Regions from separate parts of the Danio rerio genome. Here all the other regions are linked to region 1. The links are chromatin contacts, called in public HiCAR-type maps. All regions are on one chromosome and are shown on one strand. Each heading gives the region's core, a stretch centred on a gene start, on an enhancer-like site or on the middle of the called end of the contact. The rest is flanking DNA. Distances are from core to core; before and after follow the strand shown. Region 1 holds the start of si:ch73-206d17.1. Region 2 overlaps magi3a (membrane associated guanylate kinase, WW and PDZ domain containing 3a). Region 3 overlaps magi3a (membrane associated guanylate kinase, WW and PDZ domain containing 3a).

Evidence for each region. HiCAR-type assays count read pairs that join an accessible place to other places.
Region 2: a contact with region 1 is called in a HiCAR-type map of caudal fin, with 9 times the contacts expected there. The contact joins the enhancer-like site here to the promoter of si:ch73-206d17.1 in region 1. A contact is called at or near these places in 2 of 18 Hi-C or Micro-C datasets (hematopoietic stem cells and skeletal muscle) and 1 of 4 datasets of contacts at active chromatin or transcription factors (caudal fin).
Region 3: a HiCAR-type map of caudal fin shows a contact between it and region 1, with 13 times the contacts expected there. The contact joins the enhancer-like site here to the promoter of si:ch73-206d17.1 in region 1. A contact is called at or near these places in 5 of 18 Hi-C or Micro-C datasets (caudal fin, embryo, hematopoietic stem cells and 2 more) and 3 of 4 datasets of contacts at active chromatin or transcription factors (caudal fin, embryo and pancreas).

Annotation. Positions count from the first base shown.
Region 1 is chr23:29,408,118-29,410,817 of GRCz12tu, reverse strand. It overlaps si:ch73-206d17.1, which reads right to left and starts at 1,348. Exons shown (of 10, transcript XM_684560.8): 1 at 602-1,348; 2 at 397-475; 3 at 129-278; 4 at 1-3. The coding sequence starts at 448.
Region 2 is chr23:29,188,073-29,190,772 of GRCz12tu, reverse strand. The region is part of intron 9 of magi3a (membrane associated guanylate kinase, WW and PDZ domain containing 3a); the gene reads left to right. Among named protein-coding and RNA genes, the nearest start is that of rsbn1, 51 kb to the right of the region's middle. Within about 2 kb of position 1,427, at least 2 of the 62 cell types and tissues checked have an H3K27ac peak or open chromatin away from gene starts, as enhancers often do. A contact at or near this core is called in caudal fin, where this site is marked.
Region 3 is chr23:29,171,711-29,174,410 of GRCz12tu, reverse strand. magi3a (membrane associated guanylate kinase, WW and PDZ domain containing 3a) reads left to right here. Exons shown (of 21, transcript NM_001365194.1): 14 at 1,025-1,217. Among named protein-coding and RNA genes, the nearest start is that of rsbn1, 35 kb to the right of the region's middle. Within about 2 kb of position 1,445, at least 6 of the 62 cell types and tissues checked have an H3K27ac peak or open chromatin away from gene starts, as enhancers often do. A contact at or near this core is called in caudal fin, where this site is marked.

The DNA of each region.
Region 1 (2,700 bases), core at 99-2,598:
TTTCTGAAAGAATGTATTAAATGTATTAATTAAACATATTAAAACATATTTAAAAACCCAAGTATTAACACAAAATACAACAACTTTCTGTGTGTGTATTCAAAGTAGATCAATATTTTTTCACATACCATTTACATTTGAAGATGAGCTTGTGATTTTCTGAGCTGAAGATCTTTTGGTAACAAAGCTCCATATTATCTGCGACACAACAATCAGGGTGCTGAGAGCCAGCAAGCTTGGAATAATAATGACCGCGAGGGGACCTGATCCTTCATCATCTGTACAGTCATACATTCAACAAAAGGGATGATACAGCACATAACTACATGAATATTTCATATCTGATTAATCACTTTAATAAATATATTTAGGTTGTAATATACAGCACAGTCTTACAACAGGCTGGGTCAGAGCCAGAGGAGATGTTGCATTGGGCTTGGACAGCCATGTGGGTGTCTCTCTAACATTTCCAAAACTGATTTGAAAAAAGACATTAGAACAATCATTTGAACTACAAAAACACAGAACATATGTTATTAGAGCTAAAACAAAAGTCACAATGAATACACATATTTTTGATGTGAGTGTTTAGCACCCTTACCTTGTTGGAAAAATAAGGTAGAAGAGAAATTTAAAAAAAGGATCCAGAGCACTTTCGGTAAAGGGAACAATCAGTAAGCATAAGGTTTGATTTTGGCTTTCGGAGCAATGACCGTGAGGGTGACTGACCAACTCAGTTAATGATTACCTCACATACAGACGCCTTTTAACTGTTGCCAGGAGTGCTGTGTTTTTCTGCATTGATTTGCTCAGTTATGATATGCAAAGTAAAAGTCCAAACAATTTTGCAAATAATTAGAGTATAATTTTCCTACATTTCTCTCTTTGAAGCAGGGAAATATGGTGCAAGAGGAAAGACCCCCATATCAAGTTTTCTCTTAATTACAGCAGGCCGATATATACTTTTCAAATACTGTTCTGTACCTCAGTCAGGGTTCTGTGCTCAGACCTCTTTTCTCAATTTCTCCTTAATCTTCAAGTCAGCTCTAGGATCTGTAATTCAGACATGGCTTTTCCTATCCTCGTGGTGCTGATGAGACTGAACTCTCTCACTCCAGACTGATGATCTTACCATAGCTAGCATCTCAGCTTGTACACGGTGAAAAAAATTCTGGTTGCCTTATATTTTTAAGCTGAATCAAATTAATCTATTGAATGTATATTATGTTAAAATGACTTGCATATCTTATACATTTAAGTTGGTACATGCTTAACTAAGTTACAATGAACTAAAATCAAGCATATGCTGTCATGACTAATTGATCATAATGTTTTTCAGTGTATGATAGAGATTTATTGCTGGAAAAAAGACCATCACCTCCACTCAACCCTGGAAAGATAGAACTGCTTGTGATTTGGTGCAACCTAACACTGAATTCCAACTTCTTCGCAATTGGAACTGGAAATGAATCATCATAAATATATTATAGGCCTGTATATGTTTAGCATGTGCAGGATGCTACAACATTGTTCTCAGGGGGCGTAATCTTTGTAGAAAGTGTAACTCTGCACTATTACAGCAGATGGCAGTATTATTCAACATCAGACCAAGAAGTTTTTCACAGTTCTGTTTTAACACTTGATGTGAAGAACGTTATGCAGTTCTATATTACTTTGCAAAACAAAATGGCATGTTGTTTTTGTAAAGTACATAATACATGCATTAAAATCATGTTGTTCATGTATATAAATGCATGTAACAGGAGCAAATTTATACGTCCCATATTGAAATGTATAAATGTGTAAAGGATTTTCCTTTTGTTTTGTATGCAACAGACACAAATTACTTCATAATAATAGTCCAATATATTCTGCAGTTATTAATTTAATTTCACATTTTGGGGGTTCAACCAGGGCTAAACAATACAGAACCCCCAAACTATTGTACTCCATATAGATATGCTTATAATGAAACAATTATAAATTATAAATAATTCTGGTTCGAGTCCCAGCTGGGTCTGTTGGCTTTTCTTTGTGGAGTTTGCATGTTCTCCCCGAGTTCGTGTGGGTTTCCTCCTGGTGCTCCGGTTTACCCCACAAGTCCAAAACATGTGGTACAGTTGAATTGGGTAAGCTAAATTTGTCCATAGTGTATGAGAGTGAATGAGTGTGTTTCTCAGTGATGGGTTGCAGCTGGAAGGGCATCCACTGCTTAAAAACATATGCATGGATACAATGTGGGTTCATTCCGCTATGGTGACCCCAAATTAATAAAGAGATTAAGCCGAAAAGAATCATGAATGAATGAATGAATGAATGAATGAATGAATGATTGATTTAAGTTTTTTTATTATTATGATTTTTTCATTTTTCAATAGTACTTTGTTATTGACTCTTTACTTTGTTTTTTATTAAAACTTTACCCTTTTTCTTTTTGTCATTATTTTTCCTCCTGTTAATGTTAGAAGGGTGTGAGGGTATTTTGATTTTCTTTAATAGATGATTTAGTTCCTTTCTATCAGTTAGAGAACTTTTTATTTGTTGATTTGGCTTGAACTCCCTCTTGAAGCTTGCTTTATTCAAATTGCATTGTGAAGTGTTTGGGTTTTGGTAATTTTTCGTTTGTTTAGTCTTTTGGGAGGTTGCTCATGGGACATTATTACTGACACACACACACGCACACACACACACAAACAAACA
Region 2 (2,700 bases), core at 178-2,677, 220 kb after region 1:
ATTTTTGTGGCCTAAAATGATGATAAAAAAATCTAATTATTTAATTTAATTTTAAAATTTTTAAGCTTAAAAATATTAAGAGAATAAATTAAGTGATTACCTATTAACCAAGATTACTGTATCTTCATTGATACACAGTGGACTTTAATCAGTTAGAATAAGTTTTTTTGTTGACAGTTCTCTTCTACAAATTAAAAACATGAAGAAAATTTAGCAAATATGATGTATTTGGGTTGTTTAATCAGCATGGTAGGCATTTGTATTGCTTTACAATTTAAAAAAAAAAAAATGGCAGAGCTTTCATCTTAAAACTCCCTCACTGTCCTTCGTCCCTGATTTATCAGAGTTTGCCAAAGTGGAATGAACCGCCAATTACACTGGCATGTGTTTTATGTGGCGGATGCCCCTACAGAAGTACATCATAAAACTAAGCACTTAAATTTTCAATTTGACCCTAAAACGTATGCTCTCTAATAATTTGCACTGCAGATCCACCTGACGATAAGGATCGTCAGTCAACTGCTGTGTAAATGTTTATTGTTATATTATCTATTGATTGATTTACTTGTTGTTTAGTGTAATTCTTTACTGAAACTGCAGACCCAATACTTAAAAATTTTGTTCTTCGCACACCCCTACATTTGATTATCAAAAAATTATCAAAGTAATTGTCTTATTAAAGACAGATTATTCAAAGATTAAGAGTATGAAATTATATTTAACTAAATTTAATGTGAGTGCATTGCCATTCTACTGTATAATAAACTTATATAATTGCCCACTTTGATCCATTAAGTAAAGCAATTTTTCTTTATATCACAGTTGAAGCTACTGTAGGTGAAATCAATCGAGTCTCGCTGCCTTCATCAACTACACTTTGGCTAAATGAGTTTGAAAAGTTGCAAACTGCTTTGGATTTTGTGTCATTTGCTTGATTTTGCATTAAAATCTGTAATTACAGAATTGCAAGATTCTGGATGTACGGTTAGATTTGATCCAAGTCTCACAATGCACTTTAACACCCCACTTCATTTATGTTTATCAAACGGTACAATAAGTCAGCCACCACATCCATTTTTTGGTGTGCAGTTGTTTTGTCAGATCTCAAGTAAATAATAGTGTGAAAGTGGCCACAGCGGGATCACACAGAAAGCGATAGAATAAATCAGAATCAGTGGGTGAGCATCAGGGGAACTGGCTTTCCTGCAGAGTCGCGTTTGGCGATAATTGCAGCGCTTTCCCAAACACTCGGTGTGAGCAAACAACTGCCAGTGTACTTGAGCTCCCCGAAGACAACCGTCTGTACAGAGGATCGTAAAACAGTTTAACCGAGATATACATTTAATTGTGGATTGGAGTGCGGTGCAGTAAACATGCTTCAGCTGGCACATGCTGAGGGCTAAATTCATCTGCATCCAATTTCTTTATGCAAATTCCTCCGTGTGTCAACAAGCTATCGCAAAAGCCATAAAGGGTGTGTTTATGAGCCTGTTTTTGACCCGCCGTAACATTTATCCTTTATTAAGAGAAGTTTAATTGTAGACTCTCACTGTTTACTTATGTTTATTTGCTGTTTGTTTTGCATGGCCAGACTTTAGACTTGCACCATAAAGTTTGATCCTCATTAAAGGTGATTTGGGCGAAGTAACTACGCGCTGATAGGAAGAGAGCATCTGAACGACATGCAAAGCAAAGAATGGTTGTGTTTGCATGTGATTTTAGGATGGGGATTAATTTAAAAAGTTTAAATTAAAATAAAAATAAATCAACCCGAGACCCCAAGAATCGTTTTTCTTTTTTTCTGTGATTTCCTACATCCTTTGGGTAAAAAAAATATGATACAATTTAGAGTTTTTACATTTTGTTTTTATTTTTAGTTTTACAGCATGTCCACTTTTGTGGACCACAGGACCACTTAAGTTCAAAACAACTGCCACTCAGACAACAAAACTGTACAGGATATGGCTGAAAAGGGATAAAAATCCTATATTCATGCAACGATAACAAAACAAAAGACATTTTTTTCCTTTTGTATTGAAATTCTTAAAACAGTTTAGTCTGAAAGAGAGCCAAACTCAAAAAAAGAAGTGATTTAACTTAAGAAGAAATTTAACATAAAGGTGATTTAAAACTGATTGTCATTCTTTAATTGTCTCTAATTCTCTAATTGTCTGATTGTCATACTCTAAATCAGAGTCTCCCTCAACTATTTTATAAAGAATCCTCTCTGCCTCAGTTCTGCCTCCTACAACATGCAGTCATTAATTAAATTAAGATGGTCCTGATGTCCACTGTAGTGGACGTTTAAAAAAGGATGATATTTTGAAACACAAACAAGTTAACAGCTTTGAAAGCTAAATGTATTGTTCCTGACACTTTAATAAACAATTACACATGTAATAATAATAATAATAGTAGTACAATACCATTTAAAAAGCTAAATTTTACTCTTTCCTTCCTAAAATGTGCTTTTTTGTACGTCCGCCATTTTTGATGCAGTGTGAGAAGTGGTTCCTACCATGCCAGCCAATCAAATGTCATGTCACTAGAAACCCCAGGATGCCCTCTGAACAGTACAACCGGACTTGACAGAGTAGCTCAAAAAATTCAAAGTACATTGATGAAAACGCAATGTCCATTGCAGAGGACACAAGTCAAATGTCACAAGTCAAAAATTCATAATTTATTTACTATTATCTT
Region 3 (2,700 bases), core at 196-2,695, 240 kb after region 1:
ATTTAGTTTCAGCTATTTTACATGCAATTTTCTTAGCATTTAGATTTTTCTGAATCAAAAGATTTCATATTTTTAAATAGTTTTTACCCAGTTAAGTTTTATTATTTCCTATCAAGCAATACGTAAATGGTTAGGTTCATTTATTAAGTTTTAGGTGATGTATAAATCTTAATTTTGAAAAAAAGACATGTTGTTCTGTAGTCCAAGGTCACATATTGTATTCACTAGGCAATTTAAGGAGGATAAAGTTTATTTTTATAATCCAAGTCACACACACTAGCTTTAGTTTCACTTATTGCTGCAGCAATTCAACATCAGAGATCAAAGTCTTGCATGTAGGAATGCTCTTCTGAACTTTTTCTGTCATTATTTGCTTTGGTATTTTTGGGTGAAAATGTGAAGCACTGAGCAGGTGCTCTTTTAGGCTATTTACTGGGAAATGTATTGGATTTGTTTCTATACTAAAAATGTCTACTTTATATTGCTTTTTATGTTCAATGTCATTCATTGCATTGTTTAAATGGTGCACAATCCTCTATAGACGGGAAAATCCACAAGTGTGCGAGGAACGGCAAGGCATTTTGGAAGGATTTATTTGAATTAATTTAGTGCTGATTAATCATTTCTAAAAGAAAATATTTACAAATACATGTATGTTTGTTATGTTTATATTAAGTTATTAAGTAATATTAAAGTTAATAAAGTTATTACAACATTGTTTTAGCTTTTTTTATGCTATTGAAGCTAATTTATGAAAAATATCATGTTGGTTGCATTGACAACAAGATTACCATGTACCTGAATGTTTGTTTTAGTGACGTGTGTTCATGAAATTCAACGCTGTGCATTTCTTTACAGCATAATATAATTAAACTGACACAAACTGTCTACCTTTTTTGTGTCATTTATGATCACTCGAGTTATGTCAGTGCTCACAATGTGAACAAATAAATCAGTGTATGGGAATCTCTGGATTGTCAGACCACACAATGGCATGACCTTTAACCACAGTGTCTTTCCTCAGGTGTACATTGGTGCCATTGTTCCTCTGGGAGCCGCAGAGAAAGATGGCCGGCTGCGGGCTGGAGACGAGCTCATATGTATTGACGGCGTTCCTGTCAAAGGCAAATCTCACAAACAGGTTCTGGAGCTCATGACTAACGCCGCCCGCAATGGCCAGGTCATGTTGACCGTGCGCAGAAAACTCACCTTTCAAGGTTTGTATTTATCTGATTACTGTGTGTTTATGTACATATCCTCCAAAGGCTTCATTCATTTCCAGTCGCTGATGTTTGGACACAGATTCACTCCCTCTGAGGACTGAATGTTTCATTCTATTAGTTCTGAGTGAAGGGCAGAGTTGAACAATAAAATATTAACCACCCAATCAAATTTTAATGACCGCTGTTTTCAGTCAAAGCAGAAGACTGTTTATGTGTTAACAAAACAATGACTCAGAAGCACTGAGTAACCGGAAAAAAAAATGTCGCCTCGAGACACACACACGCACACACTTGTGTAATTTGGAAAAAACTTCTAATTATGAAGCTATTACGAGTTTGGCATTTTGCCTCATAGCAGCTTTTTTCCAACACTTTTATAAACATTCTCTTGTAGATGTGTTAAAGCATTCTGGGATGCTGTTCATTTGTTTTATTTCACAGTGAGAATTGTTAAGAGTTTTTTTTGTTTGTTTTTTATGAATGATCAAGCCCAGATGGGATCATTTTGCAAAATGGATGTAAATGATTAATTGTAGAGTGTTAATAGATGCTTAAAGTATAGTCATAACACTAGAGGTGGGAGTGTGAAACTAGAACTGGTAAGTTAGACTACTACTCATCATTGACGTATTACTAGGACTTTCCATGTCAAACTATAAACACGATCTGCTCCTCTCTCAAAATAATCCTATTGTAATATGGGCATTTTTATTAAATCAAAATTATTAGCCCTTTAGTGAAATATTTTTTTCTCAAGCGAACTTTAACAGAGGACTTTTTCCACAGTATTTCCAATAATATAAATTTTTCTTCTGCAGGAAGTCTTATTTATTTTAATTTTGCTAGGATAAAAGCAGTTTTTAAGAAATATTTCTGTTTTGGAAGTGTGACACATTGGCTTAGTGGTTAGCACTGTTGCCTCACAGCAAAAAGTTCACTGGTTCGAGTCCTGGCTGGGTCAGTTGGCATTTCTGTGTAGAGTTTGCATGTTCTCACCATGTTTGTATGGGTTTCCGCTGGGTTCTTCGGTTTCCCCCACAGTCCGAAGACATAGGTGAATTGAATACACTAACTTGGCCATAATGTATGAGTGTGTTTATATGAAAGTCTATGTGTGTTTCCCAGTACTGGGCTGCAGCTGGAAAGGCATCCACTGTGTAAAACATATGCTGGATAAGTTGGAGGTTCATTCCGCTGTAGCGACCCCTGATGAATAAAGGAAATAAGCCAAAGGAAAATTAATGAAAATTTTTTGGATTGTCTACAGAACAAACCACTGTTTGCACTAATTATCCCAGTAAAATTACAATTTAAGCTGAATAATAGTATTTGGCTACCATGTACTTGTACTGTTACTATAGCAAAAAAATAAAGAAATTAGTTATTATATATTAGTTATTAAAAGTATTATGTTTAAAATGTGTTTTTAAAAATCTTTAATAAAATAGCATTTGAGAAACAAAATTTTACAGGAGGG